Linked DNA regions of Mus musculus: region 2 is linked to region 1. A link is a contact called in public HiChIP or PLAC-seq data. All regions are on one chromosome and are shown on one strand. The core of a region is the stretch at or near the end of the contact, and the rest is flanking DNA. Distances in the headings are between cores, read along the strand shown. Region 1 overlaps Qrfpr (pyroglutamylated RFamide peptide receptor). Region 2 holds the start of Exosc9 (exosome component 9).

Evidence for each region. HiChIP or PLAC-seq counts read pairs in DNA pulled down with a chosen protein or histone mark.
Region 2: a contact with region 1 is called in an H3K27ac HiChIP or PLAC-seq map of trophoblast stem cells, with 9 times the contacts expected there. The contact joins the promoter of Exosc9 here to the enhancer-like site in region 1. A contact is called at or near these places in 2 of 39 promoter capture datasets (cranial neural crest and liver), 1 of 484 Hi-C or Micro-C datasets (bone marrow-derived macrophages), 5 of 115 datasets of contacts at active chromatin or transcription factors (the NIH/3T3 cell line, astrocytes, bone marrow-derived macrophages and 2 more) and 1 of 9 other capture datasets (macrophages).

The regions. Positions count from the first base shown.
Region 1 is chr3:36,177,758-36,182,874 of GRCm38.p6, forward strand. It overlaps Qrfpr (pyroglutamylated RFamide peptide receptor), which reads right to left. Exons shown (of 6, transcript NM_198192.2): 4 at 4,697-4,932; 5 at 3,188-3,285; 6 at 1,669-2,538. The coding sequence ends at 2,132. Among named protein-coding and RNA genes, the nearest start is that of Zfp267, 29 kb to the left of the region's middle. Within about 2 kb of position 1,539, at least 5 of the 459 cell types and tissues checked have an H3K27ac peak or open chromatin away from gene starts, as enhancers often do. A contact at or near this core is called in trophoblast stem cells, where this site is marked.
Region 2 is chr3:36,549,741-36,555,607 of GRCm38.p6, forward strand. Exosc9 (exosome component 9) reads left to right here and starts at 2,866. Exons shown (of 12, transcript NM_019393.2): 1 at 2,866-3,011; 2 at 3,295-3,389; 3 at 4,066-4,185; 4 at 4,300-4,402; 5 at 4,898-5,035; 6 at 5,742-5,824. The coding sequence starts at 2,946.

The sequences.
Region 1 (5,117 bases), core at 289-2,788:
CTGCTATTCTTACAGGAAATGAAGTTGAGTGGCTGCATTGTAAACTTTGGGCGATAAAACTGAAAGTTGTTAAATTAGTGCAAAAATAACTCTTAACGGAATGTCAAGTAAAGGAATTTTATAGGTGTGACGTTAGTAAAGATCAAATTAAACATCAGGAAGAATGACCCAGGGGCCAGGAGCACTGCCTGCACTTCCAGAGGGCAGCACCTATGTAACAGTATTTTCCCCTGCCCCCATGTGGCAGCTCATTACCATCTGTAATCCAGTCTCGGGATCTGATGCCCTCTTCTGTCCTCCATGGGCCCCAGACATGCACATGGTACAGACATGTGAGCAATGCCCCCCCCCCCCCGGAGGTTCTTGAATGTGTAGTTTCCTATTACTAAAATTGCTTCACCCACCACACATATCCATCAACGCTCCTTGAAAATATAGACCATGTTGATGTAGCATTCAGTCATTCTTCTGCTGGAAGCGATCAGGGGTGACTTTCTCCTTTGAATTTATTATTTATGGATAAATGCATAAATATGCACACAACTTCTCATTGTCATATTGAAGTCATATGAGTTTTTAGCAGTTAAATAAAGATAACCCGAATCAGCACATTAGGTCCATTCTTAAGGATTTAGCAGTGTAGTGACCACTGTTTTGTTACAATGTAACTAGACAAGAAAGGTGACAAGTTATGAAAGCAATCCATAAAACACAAGTATCCCTTTCTTCACTTTGCTAATTTTTTTCTGTGTGATGCGATTGCTCTTTCTTATTCTACACCCTATTTTACTTTTCTCCTTTTCGATAGCACTTCATTGACACACATGACATGAAATGCCTGGAACTGAGAGAACCCAAGCAGTTTGTGCTCTTTGGTTTCCAAATCTTATTGCTTAAATTATAAAATATTCTGAGTTCTTCAGATAGGCAATGAGTGCTAGAGAGACAAAGTTAGGCAGCGAGGCTGTGTCTGGGCTTGGGGCTGTGTCACTGTTGGGAAGGCCATAGCCATAGTGGCGTCTTGACTCCTGACATGTTGACCACACCAGCGAGGGGCTGAGCTAGTGGGGAGCTCTGTTCTTCCTGACCCACCATTTGGAGGCCTGCCTTGGACACAATGATATTTCACAGGCTTGAATTGGTTCAGAACTTCTACATTAGTCTACTACAGAGAGAGCCTCTCTTAAAGTCTTTCATCTCACTAGAGGAAATAAAGTGCCAAGAAGAGATAAACATCAGATATCACCATCCATCACCGGTTATTTCTCTACCATCCATCCATCCATCCATCCATCCATCCATCCATCCATCCATCCATCCATCCATCCATCTTTCTGTCTGTCTTAGCAATAAATGAAGTTACCCAACCTTTTTTTTTTTTTTTTGGATGGGAAATACGTTACAAAACAATGAAGAAAGGAGAGTAAGACAGCACCGGAATAAATCTTAGCAAGGAAAGCAGGACAGGAAAAGGGGGCCGGAGACAGGAAGGGCAGGGCCATGACTCAGAGTTCATCCCTTTAGAGTGAGAAGTGCCTTCCTGTCCCATCACACTTTGTTTCACCGCGACCCTGTGATGTAAACAAGATAGAACCTCCATTCATGCAGACCAATAGAGACCTAAAAAGATGTCACTTGTCACCACAGAGACAGTATACAGCTTCAATGTGACATTTATCTCTTAACTTTTATTAGTTGTCACTTGCCTGATTCTTCATCCTCCTTGATTTTTTAATTATGGCACAGATGTCAGTTCCAAAGGCTGATTTTACAAACGTTTACAGCACACTACAAACTACATTATGATGTTCAGATGTTTAATATTCAAGGATGATGACACAATTTTAATAATTTTCATCCAGTGTAGCAATACATAAAAGTCACATTACATTGACTACATGGATAAAACTGCTGCCAAAACCACTGCTTTATTATGTACGAAGACTTTCAAAAATCTACTTTTATCATCTACAAAGCTGTTATAATAATTTTTCAAAGTTACAGTGTTATGTATTATGTTCATTTAAATGGAAAACATGTCTTGTTTCTCTTCTTGTCATTTAAAAAAAATAGTCCTGACCTTTGCTTAAAATAACTTTCCATACAAATGATATTAGCTATGAGGATATCATTACAGTTCATGTCCACTGCCGAAAGTAGAGTTTTCAGAAAGTTCAGAACTAAAGAAGGCAAGCTGTCGCTTGAGTTGCCTTTTCTCCCCTGGCTGCTCACACAATTTGACATCAACGTTGGCATCGCTGAATAAGTCTCCTTTGGCTTCCGCCACTGGACGCTGTGATCGTGATAACTTTGCTCTCTTTTGCATCATTGAAATCCCAGAATTTCCAGGCTTCTGTCCTGGGGAGAAGGTTTCTCTTACTATGCAATAACAAACCGCAGACAAAAAATTCTTTTTGAAGTTTTCATTCATAAATGCATACACAAAGGGATTACAGATGGAGTTGAAAAAGCCAATTGTTTGTGCAACAGCAAAAACCATCTTGATTGTGACATCATCATACTCTTTTTCAAAGTTACCTGAAATAGAATGATATTTTAGAATGCTGATTGACTTTATCAAGAAAATTAAAAACTACTTAGCATGTGACATATAAGTATCTGAAGACAATTTGAGGCAGGAATCTGATTATTCAGAAACAAACAAACTTTGTGGTGACCTTTCTTACCTACACAGTGTGGCGTCCAGTGTATGTTACTGGACCCACAACTTTTCAACTAAATAATTCAAGTGTCATGTAAACTAGAAGCAGCAGGAGTGGCCTTTCAAGTATTCACCCACATTGCAGAAAACACAATCATATGGAAAACCATGTGAACTCCTAGCTTACCATCCTGAGGCACCAACCGATATCCTAGGTATTATTAATTAATAAGGTGGGAGTCGAGGTTGTAAAAAGATGTCACATTGCATGCCCCCCCCCTTAGGAATAATGTAAGATTGTGGGAGCTTTTCTTTATTGTGTATGGCAACTAAATTACGCTTATTTACCCAAGTGTTCTTATCACACACAATCACCCATCACACAGAAGGTTGGCGCTCCTGTAGCAGGAAAGAACCAGACTCAAGGCTTGGTATTTAATTAACAGCAGGGGTTAACAGTCATGCCTGTCTGCTCTAGCAGGAAATGGCCCAGAGAGTCGCCAAATGAGAAGGCCAGGTACTCACTGTACTCAACCATCATGTGAACAACATGGAAAGGTGCCCAGCACGCAGCGAAGAGAGCCACCACTGTCACCATCATAACGACAGCCCGCTTCTTCTTCCTAGACCCACAAGAGGGCATTGTGTTGGTTCACTTTCCCATGGAAATGTGTTAAACAGCAAGACTGGAATAAAAGCTGAGCTTAGCCCACTCCAACATAGTAGCATCGCCTTTTCTAGTTTGTTTCACCCCTATCTTCACAGTCTTCATGCAATAAGCATGCTTGTGACCTGTGCACATTGTGGGCCTGGTTCCACTAGGTTACTGGCATGGATTATATCATTAATATTCAAGCAAATCAATGGACCAATGCAGAGACGGAGGCACAGAGAAGGTACCATGATTTGCAGGCAGACAGATGTATTTGGGTTTGGATTTAGGAGTCTAAATTGAGTGACTTTAATTCACTGTATATTGAAAATCATTCATGTCTGTGACAGCAAAAGATCAGTATTTATGAAATACAGTAAACTTCAAGGATGGAATTAAAAATCTAGTTTACCAGGAATTCAAACTTATTTCTTTATTCTTCTTATAAGGTAGACTACACTAGAACTATATATTTGCTTTATATTTTACAAGTTCATACCTGGCACCTCTCTTTTCAAGTCAATAGCTTCCTTTCCTCCCCGACCCCCCCCCCCACAAAAGGGATAATTAATTTAATAAAAATACCCATGGTGATGAAGTCTCTCATAAAGGGGCCCATCTGTATACAAATGGCTCACTAGAGGGCGCTGCACAGTCGTGATTCAACTAAACCCCATCAAATCCCTGGAAATCTGAACTGGAGGCATTATTAACTCGCTTCTACTTGAATGTTTAATAAAGACTATAAAATCCATCTTCTATATAGTGTTTTTTTTAAGTGTATACTAATGAAGAAAGTCAGAAAGATAGCTGTTATGTTAAAATAAATTTTCAACAGTAATCATTTAATATACATAAATATGCTCTGGTTTAAAAAGATTTTATTATACATTCCATCTCATGTATATTATTAGCACCACCTCTGAGTAGCAGGAAGTAGGGATGCTATAGTAAGAATAACTTGGTTACAAGAACCATTATGTAACTTTGTATATATGAAGAAACGGGTGTGTGTGTGGGGGGAGCAAAGATGCGGATCTGTGTCACATGGCCAGCAAAGTGACAGGGAGAAGAGACCCCCATTAGACCACAGAGTTGTGACACTGGTTCACCATTCTTCCTGCAGATTATATTTGTATAGAGATGGAAATGTAACCACTATCTTAATTCTCTTCATAACCCCAACTTTACTTCTGATTTAAGGACTAACAATTTTGATCTAACTTTCTGCCGCACGTTAAATTGCAAACAGCTTCAAGGGTTTAAATACTCTCAACTGAGGCTACTTTGACTAAACTACCCAAGAGTTCTGGCATCCTTGCAACTCTGTCCCTTCTAGGAAGACGGACTAAGCCATTTTACACAGAGGTGAGCAAACAGACCTGGCTATTTTGGACATTTCTTTCCCGTGGATAGTCTGAAGTGCTGAACTGTCTCCAACTCTCTTCTTGATCCACAGTTCATAGCCAATCTTGCTGTAGAGGACAAGCATCACCACAAGCGGCAGGAGGAAGAGGATGACGAGGATGAAGGTGGTGTAGATTCTCTGGTGCATGGGGCTGGCCCACTCTTCCAAACAGCAGACATGTTCTTTCTCATAGAGGAAGTCATACTTAATCTTTATGGCAAGGATAAGTGGGTTACAAAAGCCAGCAGTCAACACCAGAAGCAGCAAGTGTCATTGCAGACCACCCTTTGGAAGGCTCCACATCTGTCACCGACTTCAAACGTGAATCACTGTTTTGTTGCTATGTTGCAGTAAAGTGCAGCTTTTCCACTCACCTGCTTAGGTTTTTTGAGAAC
Region 2 (5,867 bases), core at 1,616-4,115, 370 kb after region 1:
ACTCCATTAATAACTAATTTAAGAAAATGCCCTACAGCTGGATGTTATGGAGATGTCTTCTCAATTGAGGTTCTCTCCTTCCAGATAGCTCTAGTTTGTGTGTCAAGTTGACACGACACTAGCCAGCACGCTAAAGAACTTGTCCAGAATCTCAGAAACAGTCAAAGGCAAAGGCTAATTCCAGCTCAAACAATTTAGAGTTCCTGCTTTTAATTACTTTATATTGTAACTCCCCCCAAGTGAGTGTTAATTCTCACAGCATCACCAGAGTTTCTGTGCAATAGACGAGGGGGGCTGCTTCTTCCTGGGGCACAGACAGATGCTGAATGCTCTTAGGCACTTTGGAACTCTGAAAGGCACTATTAGGGTTATTAGTGTTCTTATAGTAAGTGTTCCTTCTAATTAAAAAAAAAAAGTTATTAAAGACAGTGGGGTTGGGCAACATGACTCCTTATTCAGCAGCTGTTGGTTTCTTCCTGCTGCCTGAGTAAAAGAACTATCAGTCAGCTGTATTTCTACCCAGCCCAGCCTTCTTGACCACCCACTGACACTGAGAACACAACATACTGACTATAGCTGGTTGTCAGTCTTCTGGACTCAGCCATAGCTTTTAGGAACAGTTTGGGTCAGATTTTTTGGTATCGCGAGCCTTAGTAAACTCCATGTTAGGACATCTTAAACTTTCCCCATTCTTGCCTTCTTTTCACCTGAGAAACTTTTCTGTACCCCTAAGTATGCAAGTATGTAAAGTAGGCATGCAAATAAAACATACAACAAACTTTGAGGAAACTTATTTATTTAGGTTCTTTTGAGAGAGGGTTTCACTGTGTAGCCCTGGCTGTCCTGAAACTCAGTGTGTAGACCTTTGTGGCCTCAAACTCAGAGATCTGCCTGCCTCTGCCTCCCAAGTGCTGAGATTAGAGAGTGCCACCACCACCTGACTATTGTTCTTATCTTTTTTTAATTTTTAAATTTTTTTTTTATTTTTCGAGACAGGGTTTTTCTGTATAGCCCTGGCTGTCCTGGAACTCACTCTGTAGACCAGGCTGGCCTCAAACTCAGAAATCTGCCTGCCTCTGCCTCCCAAGTGCTGGGATTAAAGGTGTGTGCCACCATGCCCAGCTTGTTCTCATCTTTTAACAAAAACAAGAAAATCAGCAAACAAATAAACTAATTTTCAATGATAAGGATAAAAGGAGATTTGCATACTACTAAGATGGAGGTACTTGTGTATGAGTGCATGTCTCTGTGTTTATGCATGTGTGCACCGTATCCTCAGAGGCCAGAAGAGTGATTAGGATCCCACGATGCTGTAGTTATAGTTGTGCATCACCCCATGTGACTGCTGTGTTTGGTAACTCAGATCCTCTGGAAGACCAACAGTTCTTAACTCTAAGGCACGTCTCCAGCCCATAAACCAAACATTTTAACACAGTAGAATTCAAAGGTATACTGATTTAGTACACGCTGAAGAATAATGGTAGAAAAACATTAACTTCTTTGTTTTCCATAATTAAACCATTATATTTACGAGAGGAAAAAAAATCCAGAAAAATAGAAGATGTATGCTCAGGATCACCTAGTGAGATGCTTGGAAGGCACTACCCTGTGCTGTCTTCTCTGGATTTGAAGCATCTGATTCAAGGAAACTTTTCTCTTTCTGTTCTGTGAACTGAGGGGGCAACGGGAAAAGCAGCTGGGGCAGCTGAGAGCGGTGATGCATACGCAGCTGTGCAGTCTGGCGGCCACGCTGAGACAATGGCAAGGCCGGGCAGCTGGACAGCCGAGGAAGCAGCAGCTGAATAGTTCAAAAGCAGCCGGGACTGGAAGAAAGGCAGCACAGAAAAGGGACAGCTGGAGAGAACAGAGAGCAAGACCAGAAACTACAGTCCTGACAACTGGAACGTTTCAGAGTTGTTAAATCTTTGGGGCCAAGGTCTCAGACCCTGGGCCAAGAGCTGTAGCATTCATTGTTGCTGCAAATCCCAAAAACTAGGTCAACCTGGAAGCTGCTAGCTAGCCATAGCCAAGAGCTGGGGGAAATCCCTATTTCCTAAACCCATGCAAGAGCTGTTACAACTTTGCAGGGTCAGGTGGATCTCTGTTAGTTCCAGTGATACACAGTGAGACTCTGTAATTAAAATAAAAAAACAATAATAAAAAAGGAGAAACAGAAGATTTGGGCACTAAAGGATCACCTACTGCTGCCTCACTCGTTGCGCAAGCTGTCAAATACCAGCTCTTGATGTGGGTGAATCAGGACACCGGCCAGCAGATGGAGGACACATGTCTGTCTGTAAAAATAAGCCTGTCGGTTTAAAATGAGATATAAGCAGTAAACGAGGTTCCAGTCAGTGACGTTACACTTCACTTGTTTTCCCGTCCTCAGGTCCCATGTGAACCACCTTTAGTCGGCTACATCCTCCCCATCCGCCCCAAGCCCTTACAAGGATTCTCCACCGATTCGCACCACCCTTCCATCTTTCTCTGACAAAAGTCAGCATCCTCAGTAGACTGTCTCTGTGGTGAAGTGCCAGGGAATCCCAATACTTAGGTCAGCCTGGAAGATGGTAGACATCCAGACCCAAGAGCTGGGGAAATCTTTGTTTCCTACCCCCAAAGCAAGAACTGTTACGACTTGTAGGGATAAGTAAGTCTCTGTTGAGTTCAGTCAGAGACAGAGTGAGATTCTGTCTCAATAAAAAACTAGGAACAGGACTGCACTGCAGATGCTAATCTCCACTGCGATGCCGGGCAGGACCAACCCGGGAAATCTTCGTTGATTTGCTACACTGCCTGTACCGGCCCCAGCGGCCCCCGATCTCTAGCCACGCCCACACCACGCCCCCGAGCCTGCGCCTGGATGACGTCGGTTTTCCGCGCCGGGAAGAAGCCGGTGTGCGGACTTGTCTCGGTGCCGTTCATCCTTTGCGTGGCCCGCCACTATGAAGGAGACGCCGCTTTCCAACTGTGAGCGCCGCTTCCTGCTCCGCGCAATTGAGGAGAAGAAGGTGCGAGGCCTGCGGTGTGAACACCGTGGCTTTGGGTGTAGACTCGGGTTGTCCGTGGATACATTGTCAGTTCGGCCTGTTGTGTGGTCGTGGTGTGGACTCGGGGGCTGCCCAGTGTGGACTCTCCCCATTCCCCAAGCCTCAGGGCAGTATTTGACCCTGACCAGTTCCTTTGAACCTTAAGCCAGCAGTATTCAGTGGCAGGGACGTTGGGAACCAGGACCACACAGACACAGTTGCCACTCATAAATATGTTAAAGCAGTAAATGGTGTTTGCTTACAGCGCCTGGACGGCAGACAGACCTATGATTACAGGAACATCAGGATCTCATTCGGAACGGATTATGGATGCTGTATTGTGGAACTGGGAAAAACAAGGTAACAGGATTCAAGTTAGATAATGCAACAGGAGGTGTGAAAATCACAACATACTGACTCGGTTGTTTACTGAGCAGCTCCGAATTCCAAACGTGCTATTCTTATTCTTATTCTTATTATTATCATTATTCTGATGAGAAATATGTTTCTTTAATGCCAGCCTTTTTTAGTTTTGTGCGCAGTTTAACTTTCAACCATTAGTGCTTTCTGTTATATGAGTATCATAGTTCCGTATGACCATTATAAATCATGTAGACAGCTAACATTGATCACACAGGTTATCTGCATGTCTCATTTTCTAGTGTGAGGAGTGTATCGATCATGTCATCAGTAAGCCTCAGTTTCCCTTTTATTCTCAAATGATGTAAGAAATAAGAGATTTCCTTTCTGTCATCCTTTTGTGTATACCAATATTTTTTATTTCTGCGTGAAATCTACTTACCCTTAAAAAAAAAAACCTTTATTATTGTGTATGTGCATTATTGTGTGTGTGTAGGCAGGTTGCTGGGTCCAGTTTACCACATTCTATATGTAATTTCTGCCTCTTATGTCACATTGTGTTGTTTAGGTTTTTGTTGTTGTTGTTGTTATTTTAGATTTCGTCACCCTTTTTTTTTTTTTTTTAATTGAAAAGAAAGTACGTTTAGTTGACTGCTTTGCACCTTTATTTTTGCAGAGTCCTTGGACAGGTTTCCTGTGAACTTGTTTCTCCGAAACTCAATAGGGCAACGGAAGGTATCCTCTTTTTTAACCTTGAGCTTTCTCAGATGGCTGCTCCAGCTTTTGAGCCTGGCAGGTATCTCACTCTTTGTTAAGTTACTTTAGCCATGGAAGAACTTACCCTCAGTGAGATATTGTTTTCCTGCTCACAGTCGAAGTTTATCACATTAGTTCGTTCTTCTTTCCATAGGCAGTCAGATCTCTTGGTGAAGCTGAATCGACTCTTAGAAAGGTGTCTACGAAATTCAAAGTGTATAGACACTGAATCTCTCTGTGTTGTCGCTGGTGAAAAGGTGAGAAATATGTTCAAAATATCTTAACAATGAATACTGTTGATTCAGACACAATTAAAACAGACGTAGGAACCTGGAGACCTTGCAGAGGTTTGGGTTCGGTTGCCAGCACTCACATGGCGGTTCACAACCTCTGTAACTGTAGTTCCAGAAGCTTTAACACAGTTTTGGGGACACCAGGCATGAGTGTGGTACATGCATACATGCAAGCAAATGTGCATACATGGAAAATAAATGTGTTTTTTAAAAAACATAAGTTTCAAATGTTAGAATGCTTCCATTCAGTTACATATTCTTAGTCTTTCAAATGAATCCCATAGATAAGTTAACTATTAGTATTTCAAGTGTTTTGTTTTAAAGTTAACTGCATTTTTCCTGGATAAACTGGAAGGATTAGCCGTATACGTTAAAAAAAAAAAAAGTGCAGTATTTCTTTACCAGTGGCCATTGGTCATGCTCAGTTGGGATTTATTTTTATATTAAATTCACTTTCAGGTTTGGCAGATCCGTGTAGACCTACATTTATTAAATCATGATGGGAATATTATTGATGCTGCTAGCATTGCTGCAATTGTAGCCTTGTGTCACTTCCGAAGACCTGATGTCTCTGTCCAAGGAGAGGAAGTAACACTGGTAAGCTTCCAGGGCTCCGATCAGAATTGTTCCTGTGAGCAAATCCTTCGTGTGCTGACAGGAGACATGGCAGATAGCATTTAGGGTTCTTCTAGTTTTTATTCACAAGACAGAAACTGCAAATGGTCAGAAATGCCCTAGAAGTTTCATGTTCTCTCACAGAATTGCCTGTCAATAATAACATGACCCAGCTTGGTCTCCTGTAATAGAACTGTGGCTCTTTCTTTGGATTGACTACTAGAGGAAAGGGTTGGTCTCTGAGTAGGTCAGCATGAGAGGCCTGTAGTACCTGAAATGGACTGAGGCTTGCTGGATTTTCATGTTTCTGCAGGCCCTTTGTTCATGAGGACTGCCTGGAGGCTTGTTAACAGCACTCCTAGGCTCTGCTTAGGGAGGAGGATAGAGGCAGGACCACAGTACTTACATGGCTAACTCAGAGTGCCCAGATGGGCATCAAGAACTCCTAGGTAGCACTGCACATATACCTTCCTAAAAAGGCCACTGGACTGAAGCTCTGGGAGAGAAGATTAGACATGAGATCGATGTTTTATCATCATAAAAATTAAGTAGGAACACAGTTGTCAGAGTCACATAGGTAACTATAAAAGACATTGTTTAGATACTCACTGTTAAGAATTTCATATCTTAGTGTTTTGTATTTTTCTCATTTGCTAACTTTAAGACTTTGGCCTTTCTTCTGAAACAGTATACCCCTGAAGAGCGTGATCCCGTGCCATTGAGCATCCACCATATGCCCATTTGTGTCAGTTTTGCTTTCTTTCAGCAAGGGTAAGTGTTACCTTGCCATGGGTTGAAATGTGAGTATACCTAG